Regions from separate parts of the Rattus norvegicus genome. Here all the other regions are linked to region 2. Evidence: chromatin contacts called from public Hi-C data. All regions are on one chromosome and are shown on one strand. The core of a region is the stretch at or near the end of the contact, and the rest is flanking DNA. Distances in the headings are between cores, read along the strand shown.

Region 1 (2,700 bases), core at 192-2,691, 87 kb after region 2:
GACAAGGGCTGTCTGGACCCGCAGACCCAGGAAGCAGCAAGAGGGGATTGCTCGCTCCTGGAGAAGAACTGCAGCCTATGGTACCTTGATCTGGAACTTCCACACCCAAGGACTGTGAGGGAACAAATTTCTGTTATTTTCAAACACCCTATTGTGGTGATCAGTTACAGCAGTCTTTGGAGGACTTGGCCACCCAGCTCTTCCCTGCCTAGTCAGAGCCCCGCCCAGTGGGCCTCACTGTCCCTGAAGCCAGTCCCAATGCTACTAGCATGATTTAAGGGCCTGGGGAAACCTCACCCGTGAGGCTTCATGCCCAGGTAAGTGTATTTCTTGGGCCCACCCTCCTCATTACTGACTTCCATCTGTGTTCCTTTGAACTTCAATCAATGGCTGAACCCAGAAGGCTGTTTTGACTGCTGGCTTCTAAACTCCCCACTGTGTGGTTTTTTGGGTCAGACAGTCAGGCTTACTTCTGTGAATCATCACCCAAAGATTCAATTAGCTCTGGCTTCATCCACCTTGTGGCCAGGCCTTTGGGGACTGAGCGAGAACAGGAATCATTTAGGCAGTTGCTGAGGAAAGCCAGGCATGCCAGGGGCTCAAGGCGCTGACACAGGCGGGGAGCAGGAAGATTAGGGTGTTGGGACAGCAGGGAAGAATGAAGTCACTGGAGCTCAGGGGCTGGCACAGGGACAGCTGCTGATTCCTGACAGTAATTCAGGGTGAGAGAAAGTGGAGGGGCTTTGCTGTGTGAGGGAGGGGAGACAGGGGCCAGAGTCAATGGGAGGTGAGACACATGTTAGCAACACAGGGCTTTCTCCAAGACAGAGACTGAATCCTAGCACAAGTCTGCTGGGATAGAAATGGCTGTGAAGCTTCTTTTGAAGTCTGACATCATTAACAAAAATTCACATAAAACCAAAAAGGGAGAGGGAAGGAAGGAGGGAGGGAAGGAGGGAGGTGAGGAGGGAAGGGGGAGAAGAAGGGAGGGGAGAGGGAAAAGGAGGGAGGGAGACTGATTTTTATCTTAACAAAGAAGATAACCAGGAATGAACAGAGAAGTGCTTTGGATTTTCAGCATAAACAGGAATTCACTTAAATCCATCACAAAGTAAAGGTTAAACAAAGAAGCAAACAAATGAACAACAAGGTTTCCTGGGGGGGCCTGGAAGGCACTGTACTATGGATGAGCTTGGTCCATGAGACAGAGCCCCAAGCAGCACGACAAGATTCAGTCTGAGAAGTGGCTTGCGTCCCGATCCAGGGGTGGCCCTGGAGTCACAGACCAGGATTGGGTTTCCATCGAGAAGGGATGACTTTTGCTGACCCCTTCTGCTCTGGCAGGAGTTGACCAAGGTGCTCCAGGAACTACTGGTTATGAACTGACTGGAATTCTCCAAGCAGGAGCCGTTGAGGACAGACGTGCAAGGGTGATCTGTGACTCAGACTGGAGTCCAGTCGCCCTTGGATTCCACCGCCTCCTGCCATTCCAGGTCCACTCTGCTGAGCACTGTGACATCACCCACTGCTTTCGGAGTGTTCCTGTGCCTGGCTTGGGGACCTCTCCTCTCTTCCCTGGCTACTGGGACCACCTGCACCAAGAGACCGAGACCTGTAGTTTGCGATGTCTACAGAGGATCAATTGCCTCCTCCTCCCTTGGCTGCAGAGCTAAGGAATGGAGATCCAACATCCTGCGGCTCGTTTTCAGACAGATCTCTCCCACACCTACGATGCCGTCTCATGCTTTTGACTCGCTGCATGTGACAGTCCCTTGAGTCTGCAGTTGGGTGTGTCCAGGGATGCTCCAGTCTCATCTAGTAGCCGACCAGAGGCAGGGCACCTTCAGGACAAGAATCTAGAGTGCGTGTCTTTCCTAGCTTGGGGACCCTTGGATTCTCACAGAATCTATATCAATAGATTTTATTCAGAAGAGTGAGAAGATCCAGTTTGGCACACTCAGAGCTCTTGTTCTCCCTTTTCTGTTCTACACACCCCATTTGGGACAACCTCTTGGTTCACACATACCAAGGTGTGAGAGACTGGTGGTTTCCCTAATTCTGGTATAGGTAGGCAGCTCCAGCGAACCAGGGCAGAAACCAAGAACCCAGGCGACGTTCCAGCGGCTGGAGGTAACCAATTGGTATCTCATCTCAAACGTAAACAAGAGCAACAACAAACAACACACGGATCCCATAGGTGACCTGGTGTGGTTCTAGACACCGAGGATAGGTTAAGCAGAGAGCCTGATTGTGGGTCACACCCCACGTAGGTAACACACTACTGAAGGCCATGTGGCAGTCACCAGATAATGCTGTAATTTCAGACAGTTACATCACAATAAAATAAGTCCACTTTCCAAAAGATGATGAGAGAAATCAAACAAGGCAGAGCTCACACGTTGGGTGGCCTTTGGCCATGTGACGGTCACATGTTCACACACACACACACACACACACACACACACACACACACACACATCGTCTTGGCACTCTTGGTTAACACTCAGTCAGTTGTCAGAATGTCCGGCTGCGGTAACAACAGAGGCCAACTCGTGGCCAGAAACAAATTTGGTTTCTCCACCTCAGGTCCAGCAATAAAAAAGATGAGTCCGCAGGCAGCCTGCTCTGACCTTGGCAGGAGGGAACACAGAGACTCCTGGTGCCCGGCGTCGACGGGAGTTGGCAGCCAGGCCCAGTGTT
Region 2 (2,700 bases), core at 167-2,666:
AGGGTTCCAGAAAAAGCAACAGGATTCACTACTAGCGGCTTCTGGCAGGAGCAGGCTACAGGCTCGAAAAACTCCTCCGGACTTTGGCAAACTTAACTACGCCTGCCGCGGACTTTGGACACGCTGAATCCGAATCCTATAGGGCGGTTAAAAAAAAAAACAAAACAAAAAACAAACGAACCGGCGGGGTGGGGGGTGGGATCCCTGGCGTCCCCTTGGTTTATTTTTACTGACCGGAAGATAGTAAAGCATCTTTTATTTTATTTCCCGATGCCTTCATTTGAGAGATAGGTGTCCATCTATCTCTTCATTTGAGAGATGGGTGTCCATCCAGAGGTCCAGGGAGCCTAACTAAGGAAGATGGACTGGCCCGCTCCAAGGTTCTAACTTTTTCTAATTTCGTAGCAAAGATAAGGAAGGTCCTTGGCAGATGTTCTGGGATTATCTTAAAAAATAAAAATTAAAAAACAAAAAACAAAAAACCCCCCCAAAAAAAACCAAAAACCAAAACAACCAAAACTCTCTCTTGGATACCTCTGCGGGTGGCCAAGGTGGGTCCCTTCCGAGGGTCGCCACGGCAACGCAGCATCCTCCCCCCCATCCCAAACTCAGTGAGAAGGACCAAACAGAGGCTTATACAGGCAGCACCCTTCTCTAGAAGCCGCCTTAGCCTCTGCCCCCTAGGCTCACTCTGGCCAGCGGCCGGCCTCCACCTGCTCCTCCCGCCACCCTCTCTAGACAGGAGTACCTTGAAAGCGATGGGCAGGGTCTTGTTGCAGCGCCAGTGAGTGGGCAGCACGGAGCAGAGGAAGTTGGGGCTGTCGGTGCGGACTAGCTCGCCGGGGTGGTCAGCTAGTACCTCCACCATGCTGCGGTCGCCGCTCCTCAGCTTGCTGGCCAGGGCGGCGCCGCCATCCGGGGCGCCCAGCGGCAGCGCCTCGCTCATCTTGCCGGGGCTCAGCGCGGTGGAAGGCGGCGTGAAGCGGCGGCTCGTGCTGGCATCTACGGGGATACGCATCACAACAAGCCGATTGAGTAAGGACCCTGAAAACAGCTCCTACTAGACGGCGACAGGGACTCGGATCTTCTGCAAGCTGCTCCCGGGAGACCAACATACAAGTTCAGGAGCCTTTATTACTACCGGAGGGTTGTGGGGGTAGCAGGACTGAGATCTAGTTACGCGGATCGGCCTTACACCCAGGCAGGGTTAGCAACTGGCCGCTTAGTGCATTGAAAAGTGGGCAACCCAGAATTCAAAGTCAAATGCCCCAAGGAGCCTCGCTTTCAGAGTTTGGAGTTCAGTCTTTGGCTATTACAAACGGTCCCGGAGGCAAAATTCCCGTATGCGTCCTAAAATATTTATGCGCAGAATTAAAAAAAATGACCAGAAAAAAAAAAAAAACAAACTAGATTTGGAAGTTCCAGCAGTTCATTGCCTGTCAGTTTGTTTTTCTTTCTTGCGGGTCAGTTTTGTTTAAAGTCTCAACAAAATACAAAACTTGGGAGTGTCTTCCATACAGAGCGCCCCTCTTACCATGAAAAACTCACTTCGTTCTCAAAAGCGAGAGCCGCCAACTTTCAAAGATTGTGCTACTAATGTATGTGCTCGTATATATAGATATATACACATGATCTACTTCATAAAATATTTACAATACAATCTGTAGAGAATTTAAACACAACAGAAATCCATTAATGTTCGCCGCAGTTTTTTTTTTTTTTTTTTAAGTAGCCTTGAAAATCAGCTTCAGTAGTTAGAAGACTGGGATAGAAGCACTTGTCATTATTCTCTCAATAAATTCTGGCCAAATAAATGGTCAGTACTTTACGAAGATCTCTAGCTAATCTTAAAAAAAAAATCAAATTCGATGACACTCAGGGTAGAGCTTCCCACAGCTGAGGACTCTGGTTTGGGAACGATGGTTAAGTTTGTGGCTGATCCTGTGGTTTGGTGGGAGTTGAGCCGCAGTTGGGTCACACACACACAGGCAGACATGCACTCTTCGGAAGTCAGCCACTGTCTACATTGGTTGAGTGAGTCAGCCCAGACTCTGGCAGTAGCAAGATGATCTTCCTCCAACGTCGCCCGGCGCTGGCTGGTTTTCTGCTGGGGCGCACAAATACCCACGAGCGAGCACCGTGTAACCGCAGCAGGTGGAGCGGGCCTGGGAGGAGGCGCCGTAGACCAGTAGACTCGAGTTACACACGCTCACTCCCACGCACCCTGCCACGCACACGCAACTTCACCGCTCGCCTGGAAGCCCGGAACACTTTCTCCCGCAGTTGTCAAAAGAAACAATCGGAGAAAAGTTTACAGCCAGGAGAAAAGTTGAAACATCCAAAGCCTAGACGCCGGTTCATTCAAAAGTAAGAAAGGAAAAACAAAAAGAAAAGGAAAACAAGGAGGTCCAACGCAGATCTAAGAAGAGCGGCAAAGGGTGACTTTCTTGCGTCTCCGGTAGCTCAGGATGGAAGTGCCAGCCGCGGGGCCGGGCGGCGTGGTGCCCTGGCTGGGTCCGGCCGCGGGGCGCCCGTCCTGCCCGCGCCCGCTGGCTCTATGAATGAGAGTGCCTGGAAATGAACGTGCTTTTACTGTAAGCCCGGCCCGAGGAATTCCATTCCCTCAGCTCGTTTGCATAGGGGAGACCGACGGCCAATCACAGGCCTTTCCGGTATCAGGCTGGGCGCGGCCGGCTGCCG
Region 3 (2,700 bases), core at 103-2,602, 73 kb before region 2:
TGGCTCAGGCCAGGGGATGTTGGAGATGGTCCAGGTGCCTGCGGAAGGCGGCTTGTTCTGTCCAGTCTGCTCTGGGTCTCCGGGAAGCACTGACTGTCTTCTGACAATTCCATGCAGTGAGAGCTGTCCCTTGGGCAGATCACATTAAGTGAACGGCTGAGGCTTTATGAGGGTCCTTAACATGCCTTAGCGTGATTGAAGGCACCAAGAAAGGAGTGACCATTCTCTTTGGGATTGCAGAAGTGGGTCTATTGCTCAGACGATGTCAGTCGGGCCCAGCCTAGAGTGAAGTCCGACCTACTCCAGACTCTGTCATGCCATTGGGTGGCCTTGCTTCCTTTGGGGATCACCACTACCTGTGCAGCACTCAGATCTCTGTGCCGGGGGCTGTCACTGAGTCAACACTTGGGACCTCTGATGGGAGGGCAGAGGTCACCTCTACCCCAGCCACCTGACCCGCAGTGTTTCCTGTGAGTGCTCAACCTGCCTAACATTTGTTAAATGTTAGACCTGCATGTCAATTTCTAAGGCGTCTTAAAGGGCAGAACTCAGTTCCTGTCCCCTGTGTTCCTCTGACCAGGGTCTTAAGTAGGGATTACAGCATTCATTCTACAGCAGAGTCTGAAGAGAAATTCATATTGGTGAGGACAGAAAAGAAGAATCCAGGGCAGTATCCTCTAAAATACTCCCCCAACAGAACAGAGGATGCCGGCTGTGCTACGGCTTGTGCGGGGACCCCAAGCATCTCTAGGTTCTGGGTACCTCACCTCTGTGCTGTCCCCCATTCCTGAACCAACAGTGCTCAGGCAGTGATAGAGCAAGGGGACGACTTTCAAGTCTCAGAGGTTGCAATGGAGACACTGGTTTGCCTGTTTTCCGTTGAGGCAAGTGGCTTATTTCGGGGACACTCCCCTCCTGTGAAGAGGGGTCATTGCATCGGCCTGCGAGATACTGGGAGGGTGAATGGGACCTTGGCCTGATCACTGTCAGTTCTGTTGCTGGTATGAAGAGGCGAGGCCATCTCCCCTTGCTACCCTTTCAGGGAATGGTAACGGTGTCCAGAGTGAGGAGGGCTTGACCTTTGTCCAGCACAGACTCCTTATCCACACTCTGGTGCTCCGCATAGCAGAGACACCAGGAGGCTACCAGGAATGGGACCTGCCTGAGCCAGCCAGACTTCTGGGGGTGCAAACTGTGGTTCCCACAACCATATGTGTGTGGTTCCCGTGGCTGAGTGCCAGCGTCAAGACACAGTGTGAGCGTCCCCTCCCTGAACACCACAGCTCCAGAGGGAGTCCTGTACCCACTCAGTGGAACGCAGGCTTGTGGCGGGGTGGGTGGCGCAGTTCCTGCTGGGACACAGGGTCTGGAAGCTGAATTGCAAGTCAGAGATACTCATTGTTCTTTGTCTCCTGAGGTGTGAGTCATGTCAGACGGTTGTTCTTGCTTTAAGAGCTCTCATTCCACACTCCCAACTCACAAAGAACATTCCAACACAGGGAATTAGAAAAATTCCCCAAATATGAAGTGCCTAGCCCCCTTTGGTAAGTGTTTGCAAGAGAGATCCAGTCAGTGTCTGCCCCCATATCTTCATGCTCCGTGTATGTGTGTGTGTGTGTGGTGGGGTAGGGTGGGAGTGCTGGTCTGGTCTTACTCGACTGTTCCCTCCGGCCTGAACCCTGGTCACTGCTGTTTTTTCCTTTCCTACGCATCGGACTTGGGCTCATGGAGTCGATTCCCCAAAGCGAAGCCAGGAGAGCAGTGTAGCACAGTGAGAGTTGTGGGGTGGGGGTGGGGTGCTCCCTCCCCTCCCCGCCTTTACCTATCTTGTAGTCAGGCTGTGCCCAGGTCTCTCCCTACATCAGAAGAATCTGATAAATAAGTCCAGGGTCTTCCTGATGAGGGGATCAACCTTTCATGATTCCTGGCTGTTCTAATCTGGGTTGTTCTAACACATTCCTCTTTCCCAAGAACTGTCCTGGCTGACTGTCCAGCACAACCAGCACGAAACGCTGCCCTTCCTTTTGGTCTTCAGTGGCCTAGAAATAATGGTAGATCGGGGAAGCATATTCTCATTACATAAGGAAGGGTCTTGTTGTCCAGCTGGAGAGATGCAGCCCTCACATACCTTACCCTCCCTCCTGCTGTGTGGCCTCAAGATGACAGTGGGATGTGTGGCTAGGACATTGCTTATCACACGCTGTAAATACAAGGCTCTTCCTCCATGCCCAGCAAATGTTCTCAGACACAGTGAGGTTGCTAAATACGCAGATGCTTGCCATGGGGAATAGGGCGGGGAAGAGGGGGCTGAGACCCTCCCATGCCCAGGGGATCTTACATTTCTACTTAAGCTTTGGGTCATTTAGGCTTCCTGGGTGTCTTCACTCTGAAGCACGGAGGCACCGGACCGTTCCTGCTTCTGCATTCCCTGCCCCGTAATCTCTCATTTTCGTGGGAGAACCACAGGAGGGGGCATCGCTCACTTATGTTTGCGGCCCCTCTCTGCACACCCCAAGTAGTTGACCTTGGTGTGAACTAATTGGGACGGCAATGGATTAATAACGCAGGTTGGCGAGGCGGAGTCTGCCATACAGGGGAGACCTTTGAAGATAAGAGTTATGCGCGCTTTCATAAACTAATCCCTGGTGCTCTTAACAAAGACATAAACTAATAAAGGCAGATTCATCTGGGGGCAATCTC

Evidence for each region. Hi-C and Micro-C count contacts between places; a contact is called where the count stands out from the background.
Region 1: a Hi-C map of the A7r5 cell line shows a contact between it and region 2, with 2.2 times the contacts expected there. The contact joins the enhancer-like site here to the promoter of Runx1 in region 2. A contact is called at or near these places in 5 of 12 Hi-C or Micro-C datasets (the A7r5 cell line, the Rat2 cell line, liver and 1 more).
Region 3: a contact with region 2 is called in a Hi-C map of Schwann cells, with 5 times the contacts expected there. The contact joins the enhancer-like site here to the promoter of Runx1 in region 2. A contact is called at or near these places in 3 of 12 Hi-C or Micro-C datasets (the Rat2 cell line, Schwann cells and mammary epithelial cells).

Annotation. Positions count from the first base shown.
Region 1 is chr11:45,506,485-45,509,184 of GRCr8, forward strand. It overlaps a transcript of Runx1 not described here. Among named protein-coding and RNA genes, the nearest start is that of Runx1, 87 kb to the left of the region's middle. Within about 2 kb of position 1,442, at least 6 of the 93 cell types and tissues checked have an H3K27ac peak or open chromatin away from gene starts, as enhancers often do. A contact at or near this core is called in the A7r5 cell line, where this site is marked.
Region 2 is chr11:45,419,909-45,422,608 of GRCr8, forward strand. Runx1 (RUNX family transcription factor 1) reads right to left here and starts at 1,417. Exons shown (of 6, transcript NM_017325.2): 1 at 749-1,417. The coding sequence starts at 1,018.
Region 3 is chr11:45,347,214-45,349,913 of GRCr8, forward strand. All of the region lies in intron 4 of Runx1 (RUNX family transcription factor 1), which reads right to left. Among named protein-coding and RNA genes, the nearest start is that of Runx1, 73 kb to the right of the region's middle. Within about 2 kb of position 1,353, at least 14 of the 93 cell types and tissues checked have an H3K27ac peak or open chromatin away from gene starts, as enhancers often do. A contact at or near this core is called in Schwann cells, where this site is marked.